Linked DNA regions of Gossypium hirsutum: all the other regions are linked to region 2. A link is a contact called in public Hi-C data. All regions are on one chromosome and are shown on one strand. Each heading gives the region's core, a stretch centred on a gene start, on an enhancer-like site or on the middle of the called end of the contact. The rest is flanking DNA. Distances are from core to core; before and after follow the strand shown.

The links. A called contact is a pair of places that touch in the nucleus more often than the background predicts.
Region 1: a contact with region 2 is called in a Hi-C map of leaf, with 1.8 times the contacts expected there. The contact joins the promoter of LOC107892366 here to the promoter of LOC107892437 in region 2. A contact is called at or near these places in 4 of 34 Hi-C or Micro-C datasets (leaf and petal).
Region 3: a contact with region 2 is called in a Hi-C map of leaf, with 2.7 times the contacts expected there. The contact joins the promoter of LOC107892421 here to the promoter of LOC107892437 in region 2. A contact is called at or near these places in 10 of 34 Hi-C or Micro-C datasets (anther, callus, leaf and 1 more).

Annotation. Positions count from the first base shown.
Region 1 is chrA11:101,101,613-101,104,684 of Gossypium_hirsutum_v2.1, reverse strand. LOC107892366 (tyrosine-specific transport protein) reads right to left here and starts at 1,522. Exons shown (of 2, transcript XM_016817438.2): 1 at 1-1,522. The coding sequence starts at 1,283.
Region 2 is chrA11:101,319,277-101,322,575 of Gossypium_hirsutum_v2.1, reverse strand. It overlaps LOC107892437 (apyrase 2-like), which reads left to right and starts at 1,775. Exons shown (of 9, transcript NM_001326798.1): 1 at 1,775-2,092; 2 at 2,968-3,096; 3 at 3,186-3,242. The coding sequence starts at 1,775.
Region 3 is chrA11:101,176,881-101,180,247 of Gossypium_hirsutum_v2.1, reverse strand. LOC107892421 (NAC transcription factor 29-like) reads left to right here and starts at 1,323. Exons shown (of 3, transcript NM_001326797.1): 1 at 1,323-1,491; 2 at 1,570-1,895; 3 at 2,362-2,937. The coding sequence starts at 1,323. The coding sequence ends at 2,937.

The DNA.
Region 1 (3,072 bases), core at 273-2,772, 220 kb after region 2:
TGCTGACTCGAATAAATCACAAAACCAACTTTGCCTGAACCATTAGAGACCAATTGAGATTGATAAGGAATTTGCTTTTGCAAATTTGTTTTCCCTAGGATCAGTTCCAGAGTATCAAGAACTTGCTTTGGAAAGCTTACAGCATATCCTATCAGGCTAGTTGCCAAAGCAGAAAATGCAAAGCCTTGAACTGCAGACAAAGCAGAAGGATTCACTGAAAGTAAAAGGGATATAGGGTCTTTGGGGGAGGTATTTCCAGCCAGTCCTAAAACAATCAAATTCCATGACACAACCATAACTAAAGGAACAGCCCCTCCGATCAGTATTGCGTTTCGAGCCTCGGATACTGAATTTCCAGCAATCTTGCAAATAAAAGGAGTGATAACATGGAATCCTAATGTGAGTACAGTAACAGGAATTGCAGGCAAAATTGATGATAGACTCCATGAGGCATGGGCAAAGGAGCTTAATACATTTGCTCTGGCCACAGATAAACCAATGGCCACCAATGCAGTAATGGAGAAAAGCATGAGGAAGCATAAAAGCCTGTTTGAAACATCAATGACCTTGAACGGAAAGAACATAATAACAGTCCCAGCAGCTAGTGGAAACAAAGCATGAGCCAATAACAAATTCATCCAAGGAAACCATTGACACACTATTGAACCAATGCCTGAAACACAAGCCACTAATAAAGAAAAACTAAGGGAGGCATAAATGACCGCAACAAAAGCACCAAAATGACTTCCTAATGCCTTTGTTGCAAGGCCAGTAAAGCTCACTTCCGCTACACCCTCTTCTTCCATTACTGCAAAACTTAGTTCTGCAACAAGAATGATGGAGGAAATAACATAAACCCAAGAAAGAATAATGGCAATGGTTGATGGAAGTGGACCTGATTTTATCGTTGCAGCGGGTAAACCCAACATTCCAGGCCCTACAGCCGTACCAATAATCAAACTAACAGCACCCCAGAAGCTCTTGTCTTCTTGTTGGGATCTTTCTGGTAGCTGATTGTTCACTGTTTCAACATTATGTTCCTCATCATCAAGGGGAAAAACAGGAAGTGCCGAACTTTGGGGTGTAGATTTAAGGAGCGGCTGGTGATTCTTGGAGGGTAATGTAGAGAAGAAATGTTGGGTTATGGCAAAGAATGGAAGAGGCTTATTCTTGAATACCGGTGTGTAGGGAATGGACAGCCTGTGAGGCTGAGTGTAGAGATATGGAAGACTGAGTCTTGACTTCAATGATGAGATGAAAGATGGATGGTGAGAAAGTAACATATTGGCAAGAAAACTTTGTTAGCAAAAGAATCTTAGAGAATCTTGTGTACTTTAATTTTTTTCCCCTTTCTAGAGTGATGAGAATCTTTGAATGGAGGCTGATAGGCAGGGAAAGGCTCAGGGGAAAAACTTAGCTTCTATCTTGCCAGAGTGGAAGTACAAATAACCTTATATGGAGGAGATCATGGATCTATATAGACCAATTAGAGGGGCAAGAATGAAGAATGGGACTCATCAATATTAAATGTATGTTACAAAGGCAGCATGAAGAAAAAAAAGAAGAGCAACCATTCAAAGCCATGTTTCATGGGCCACGTTAAAAGTGGGCTTACACTCATAAAATATTTGGTAATATACATTTTTATATTTTGGGTATGAAGTATTGCTGGCGCACGTTCCATTTTCGAATTTTAAAATTAATATTTTTAGAATATAACATTTATTATCTTCAAAATAATTAATTTTTAAAACAGATATGGAATCAATTTTTTTAATTTTATTTTATCCCTACTTATTTTTTCAAAATGATTTAGAGAAATACTACTTTCATATTTTTTTATTTGCAATATTGGCACTCAACAACTTATGAAGCATGCATTTTATTTTCGAATTATTTTTTTTAATAATTTTTCAAAAGTATCGTGAAAAAGTATTTATTAAAAAATAAGTTAAAATTTAACTGTTTAGTATTAGTGTTAAAAATTGCTCTTGAGAAACAACATTAATCTTAAATTTTAAGTATTTTTAAGGAATTAATGTTAATTATTTGTATATTTTGTTTTGAATATATAAATTATATTTTAAATATTAAAATATAACCATTATAAATATAAATATATAAATATTAATTATTTAAAATAAATTTAAATAATGAAATAATTATGTATTCATGGTACGTGATATTCGCGACAGGTTTTAAAAATTTATAATTAATCGTTCTTGAAACTAACTATTATCACGATGAAAGTAAGTGTACCTATCGAACAGTAGTATAGCTTTAGTAAGACCGGATTGCCAAACCCAAAGGAACCAAGAGTACTAGTAATTACTTCCTTTTTATTATCTAGCCTAAAAATTAAGGTGTTTGTTTATCTAAACTAATTAACTAAACTAAGGATGCACAGAGAGAAAATTAGGGAAAAGCTTTTGAGAAAACTCGATTGATTAAGACAATACCCAAGGAAAAATCTACTTAGACTTCACTTGTTATTTGACTCTGAATCAGACGATTTATTCATTTGACTTGATCCGTAGAAATCCTTAAGTTATATTATTATATCTCTCGAGACTAATAACGTTTAACCCTAGGTTGATTAATTGAAATCTCTTTCTAATTAACACCTAGTGTTGCATTAACTCGATCTATGGACTCCCTTATTAGGTTTCACCCTAATCCGGCAAAATCTTGTCACCCTATCTCTAGGCGTGCAATCAACTCCGCTTAATTACGACAAATTTACTCTTAGACAGGGTCTTTTCCTCCTCTGAATAAGAGCATTAACTTGAATCAATATCCTGGAATATTAAAGCAAGAATTAAGAACATATAATTAAGAACAAGTCAAATATTTATCGTACAATTCAGATAATAATAACAAAATCTATCTTAGGTTTCATTCTCCTTAGGTATTTAGGGGGTTTAGTTCATAATTATAAATGAAAACATCTCAAAGAATAAAGATAACAAAACATAAAGAAAACTCAAAAACCCCTGAATAGAAATTGAAGGGAGATCTTCAGTCTTGATGATGAATCCGGCTTTTGAGATGGATCAAATCGGCTTCCCTTGA
Region 2 (3,299 bases), core at 526-3,025:
ACGTAGCGGATTGAATGCATGCTCATGCATCATACACAACTTATCCAAGTATTGCATGCATTGTTTTTTGGAATTAATATAACCCTGACATCGGTGGTAGAGTGAGAAATTTTGTTGGGTTGAAATTAAATTATATATATATTTTATAATAAAAATATAATTTTATCATTTTAATAGTCTATATCTTTATAATTTTTAAAAGATTAAAATAAATTTTTATCATTTTTTGAGAATTAAAGTATAATTGTGTTTTCCAGCCACTGCCTAGCGTTTCTCATGTAAATTGTTTGATTCTATTCATAAAATATTGCAGGCATCAAGAAGTTTGGTTATCTTATATACGAATTTCAGAGTTAATGTTTTGTGGCTTCTTATTTCCTGATATTTGATTTTTTACGCACGATTAATATTTAATTATGATTAAAGATGTTTAAATGATTAATTTCAAAAATTATTTTTAAAATTTATTATGCAATCAAATAAATCTGGTTAAATTTGTATAGGTTTCTTACATACAAGTAAGAAGAAAAAATTACTGTAAGAGCTTAAACTCGTTAACGCATATATGGCTTAAAATTATTAAAAAATATATTAAATATTCAATAAGTGGTTCGATATATTGGTAAGATATATTGTATTCTTAAGAAAAGAATGTAAGTTCGAATATTAAAGATAATATTACTAAAAGAAACAATCATAAAATCTGAACTTATTATGATAAAAAATTTAAGCTCAAGAATATTTATAAATTAATTAATTAATTTTTTATGTATTGAGTTTTTATAATATATAATATATTGGATCTGTATTTAAAGTGGAGATATATATTATATTGTATTATTAATTTTGATTGATTAATTAATTAATTCAGTATAAAAATGAAATATCAAAAATAAATACAAGTGTTTGTGTAAACCAAAACAAGCATTTCCTTTGGCGTCACCTGATAATATTATACTACTAATTACAGAAAAAATAAATTCTTTACCGACAAAAATATTTAACCAAAAAAAGAGACATTTCAGTTTTCATTACCATTTTAAAATTTCATTTTATGGAAATTCAGTTTCTATGGTATAAATATCGTAAATATAAAAATAATACATTCTATTAAAAACATAAATTTGAAATATAAAACAAGCAATAGTGTTAAAACACTGAAATATGTCTCTCTTTTTTTTTTTATTTTGAAAATTTCCAATATTGTCTAAATTCAACTTCTAAATTCTTTTTATTTCATATAGAACAAAAATAGATGTATTTATTTTTAACACATGCGGTGATTGATATACGGCTGGGCCTGGATCTAGCTTAGCAAATAATGAATCCTCCTCTTTACGTTTAATTTCTCCCTCCCTCCCTCCCTCCCTAATCTCTCGCCGTCCCTTTCCTTCCCCTCCCTTCCTCCCAAAGTCACTATCACTACATTAGCTCCTTTCTTTTCTTTTCTTTCTCATTCCCATTCCCGCCCCCCCTTTTTTTTTTCTTTTTTTTCTTTTTTTTTCCCATGTGATCCACATTTCTTTTCCTCTTCCAATCCTTTCAATATCAATAACTTATTTGATCGGCTAATTCTTTTTTTTTTTTCATTTCATTATAAATTTGAAAATACCCCCAATCCAGAAAACTGGAAGATCTGGAGTCATTACCGACTTCTTCCGGGAACGGAAAGATCCGGTACAGAACACCATCCTCGGCCGAGTTATTCGAGTCCTTTGCAAACGGAGGCGCAATATCCCCCACCGGAAACGGGACCACGGATCACCCTGAAAAGATGAAGCGTTCATTGGCGAGACACGACTCCATCTCCGACCAGATCCATAGATATCGAGGCGTTTTGCTGGTGATCGCCATCCCTATCTTGCTCGTAACCTTTGTTTTGTATGTCATGCCGGGGAAATCTTCTACGGATACGGCCGTGATGGAGGAGATCGAGATCAATAGCAGGAAAGTGGGGGCGAATTCGAGAGGGAATAGGAATTATGCGGTGATTTTTGATGCGGGGAGTTCCGGGAGTCGAGTTCATGTTTATTGTTTTGATCAGAATTTGGATCTTGTTCCAATTGGCTCTGAATTAGAGCTTTTTGAACAGGTAAATTATTTTCCTATAATTCTACAATATTTTTTAAAGCTGAAAAATATATTGGCCTGTAATGCAGGTTTACAAAACGATAATTTGAGTGCTAATGTAATTGTAGTATTTTGTTGATAGATTTGCTAGGAATTAGAGCCTTTTGAACTGCCAATCTTTTTCAAAATATATATTCTGGCCAGATTTTACGTTTTTAATTATTCCTTTTAGTTTTTAAGAAACGCAAATTACTTATTCATTTAGAATGTGGATTAACGTAAGGGGGAATTTTATTATCATTTGTTTTTCTCTTTAATCGTTTTGGTGACATTATTTATATATTTAATGTTGAATTTGTTCGAATCTTTTAAGTAGGATTTGATTTTCTATGTTCTAATTATATGTTTAAATTTAGAAGCGAAAGATTAAAATTTGGAATTTTGAGAGTAAAATAAAGCTTTGAAATGATAATTCAAGTGCTTTAATTATGTTAGTGGATTTTATTTAATATATACTGTTATTTTTTACCACAATTTTTGTTGTCATTTAGAAATGAATTAGATTCCTAGGGATTGACTTCCAGGATATAAATATATTGTTAAATCTGGAGTTTTAGTGAAAATGCACCTTTAAAGTAATACTTTTTGTTGCATGTGTTCTTTTTAGCTTTTTTAAGAAGAAAATGTACTTTACGGGCATATTTTAATGTAAAATCTGAATTTGCATGCTTTAAAAGAGGATTTTACTATTGGGACTAAAGGAGAATTTTCTAGCATCAGTTAGTTGGTATTTTTAAAATTTCCATTTATTTGTATGTTCTAGACGAAGCTTTTTCTTGAATCTCTGCGATTGTATTCCATGCATTAATTGATTTTATGTGGTTTGTTTTGTTGCAGCTTAAACCGGGTTTGAGCTCCTATGCAAAAGATCCACAGGCTGCAGCGAAGTCTTTACTTTCTCTTCTAGACAAGGCAGAAAGTGTTGTGCCACTAGATTTGCGATCAAAAACTCCTGTTAGAGTTGGGGTTGGTATACTTAGATCCTTCAGTCATGCGTATTTTTGAATTCTAAGTCCTTTGAATTGCTGAAGACTGGTACTTTAAATGTTGCGTAGGCAACTGCAGGTCTGAGGGCACTAGAAGGAGATGCAGCTGACAGAATTTTGCAAGCGGTAATTCTATATTTGGAAGCATTTGGTCTATGTTCACGTTATTTGTCCATTTCCTCA
Region 3 (3,367 bases), core at 74-2,573, 140 kb after region 2:
AAACTCAAACAAATTGTTATGCATATTTGCTCCCCTTAATCGGTAGAGCTATATTCTTAAGGGATGCAATCAAGTCAAATTATTTGGCTTACATAAAAAATTTCCTAATTAATCGATAGAATGAGGAATAAATCAAGTCAAACAAATTGTATTCCATAGATTTGCTCCTACATAATTTATATAGCCACCCTCCCCCAAGATACAACCTAGTCAAATGAACTAATTTTAACATATATGTTGTTTGTAAGTGCTTAAATAGCCATAATTACTTGATAGCTCAAATAGCTTGGTGCAAGTTTTCACCAAGATATTGTATAACCTACCTCAGGCTTAGGGGCATATTGTTATACTAGTCCAAGAAAACAGGCCTCGTGCTTAAAATAACCAATAACTCAAAACACCCAAGCTTTAAGATCATCCAACTGGCACACAATGTTTTAGCAATAATAAACTATTAAGTGCAACAATTATATGTGACATAAATCAAGATGCAGGATCAACAAAAAGATTAGAGGTACAACCTTGCCAAAGAAAGATGCTTGCTCATATCAATCACATGAAAGAAGTAGCTGGAAACCTTTACATAAAGCCCCTATATGCTTTCCTTAATCATTCCCTCCCAATTACTTTAACTATTTCTTGATGGAAATCACAATGAAACCATCTCTAAGTACAAAACACAAATAACCTCCAACCTTTTTTTTTTCTTCAAGAAGACATTAACAATTTTAGTCAATTTTGATATAATATAAAACTTTAGTAATTTAAATTGACTCGGTTAAATCTAAACAACTGAAAGATATTTCTTATTCAAACCTAACCTCAATAACACTAATGGTAAAGGAATATATCCATTGAGGCCAAAAAATTGGAAAGTGGACACGTGGCAAAGATAGATGTCAAAGAAAATGATGTCATTTCGTTGAGCCGCCATCTTTAAGGTGCAGACAAAAATTGGAAAGCAAAACCAATAATCTTCAGTTTCAAAGCTCTCAATAGCTGGCACTTGGCGTGGGAGTAGGACCCTCCCTCAAATAATCAATAAAAAACACTAACAAATAACCAAAGTATTGCCTTGGCCTAATCCCCTCCGTTCATTTCATTTTCTTTTTTCTTTTTTTTTAATTATTCTCTCTTTTTTCCGCATAACGACAAAAATCCTACATCCATAAAATGCCAACCCTTCCTCCCCTCCCAAAAATTTCAATCCCCTTCTTCCTCTTTGAGTTGCTTTTGCTTCAATTCATCTCCCTTTCGTTTTGCTGCGCTTCATCTCTACTTCCTTTGTTTCAGTTCATCTTCAGCTTTCTTTTAAGTTATATATGAACATGAAGCATCCACAATCAAGTTTGCCTCCAGGGTTTAGGTTCCACCCCACGGACGAGGAACTCATCCTTCATTATCTAAAGAAGAAAATCACTTCCTCTCCTTTCCCTGTTTCCATCATCGCCGACGTTGATATTTACAAGTTTGATCCCTGGGATTTACCAGGTCAGAACCCTTTTTCATGTTTATCTTCATGCCATGTTTCAAAGCTTTTTTTTTTTAACGATGTGTTTTTTTTATCAGGTAAAGCTGCGTTTGGTGAGAAAGAATGGTACTTTTTCAGTCCTAGAGATCGTAAGTACCCTAACGGTGCAAGGCCGAACAGGGCAGCAGCCTCCGGCTACTGGAAAGCAACCGGCACGGATAAGGTTATAGTTACCTCTTCAATGGCAGATAGAAGAGGAGAAGTGCAAGAGAATATTGGTGTGAAGAAAGCTCTGGTTTTTTACAAAGGAAGGCCTCCTAAGGGGATGAAGACCGATTGGATCATGCATGAATATCGACTTGCAGATAACCCTAATTCCAACTTCAACAATAGACCACTCAAGTCCAAAGATTCCTCCATGAGGGTGAGCCTCATCTTTTAAGCACTCCATTTATTTTGGCTTTCAAAATTGAATTTTCATTTCAAGAAAATGAAACCTTTTACCATATACAAGAGTTTTTTTTTTTTTTGGAAAAAGAATATCTAAAACGAAGTATACAAAATTAGGACAGTTTTGTAGGATCTTGAAATTTCAACTTATGCTTTGATAAGTGTGATGGTGACATTGATTTTTTTTCCCTTTTCTTTTCCAAATAAAAAGAAAAAAAAAACAATGATTGCATTTTGCATAATGGATTTATAACTTCTTCATGGCTGGTAATGTGGTGTAATTCCATTTGAAGTCTACCCCTTACATTTAAATATACTCTCACATTTATCATTTTCTTATTAATGTTCTTAAAAATCATGCCTGCAAATGATGAAATGATTGAAATTTCTCTGTGGCTGACATACATGAGTTCATTTTTCTCTGTTTTTTTTCCTTTCAGTTAGATGATTGGGTTCTTTGCCGAATCTACAAGAAATCCAATGCTTTATCTTCAACAACAGCAATAGGAGCAGCAACAAGTGATCAAGATCTAGAGGAAGAAGAAGCAGAACAGTTCATTAAAGATGCCCTTTTACCAGCAGCCATTAAAAGCCCTCCAACCACCAATGCCCTTCTGCCTCAGAAATCTTGTTCCTTCTCCAACCTGTTAGACGCTATGGATTACTCAATGCTCAGTAGTTTCCTGGCAGACAACCAGTGCAATGGATCCGGATATGATCCCACTTCATTCACCTTTGAGCAGCCACTAGTGAATAATTACACCATTGGAAACAACAGCAGCAGCATGATGATGCAAAAGCTTCCCCAGTTGAGCCCTTCGATTCCAAACATGGAAAACAAGCTCAAGCGCCAATACTCAAGCATTGATGAGGATCACCCATCAAAGAAACTTAACAGTTCTTGCAGTTACAGTAACAGCAGCACCCAATCTGATATGACTCACTACACCTTTCTAAACCAGTCATTGTTCAACCAGAGTTTACTCCTAAGTCCTCACATTCAGTTCCAAGGATAAAAAAGAAAAAGAAGAAAGATTCTAAAATTCAAAAAAAAAAATGGAAAAGAAAAGAAAACAATGATTGTCTAGGGCCCTTAGTGCAGGGTGTGTAAAGAAGGAAACGTGTGTGGGTTTTCTGTAGGAAGAAAAACATGGTTAGAAACATTGAACTCCTTAGTATGGTATCAAAAAGCTGATACCATATTACATAGTCAAAAAGCTAATGAAAAAAAAAACAAAACTAAAAAAGGAGTTAAAAAGGGAATCAATCATACATAATTTTTGTAGAAAATTTATGTAGTGGTGGAATTGGCAGATCAAATTCACACTTTGTAAACAGTGTGTTGCTTGAACTTGATTTGAATTTTTTTTTATGGGAATGAAAAAAAAAAGTTTATTATTATTCTGAAGCTAATCAATAGTTTGCATTATTTGTTAATCACCAACT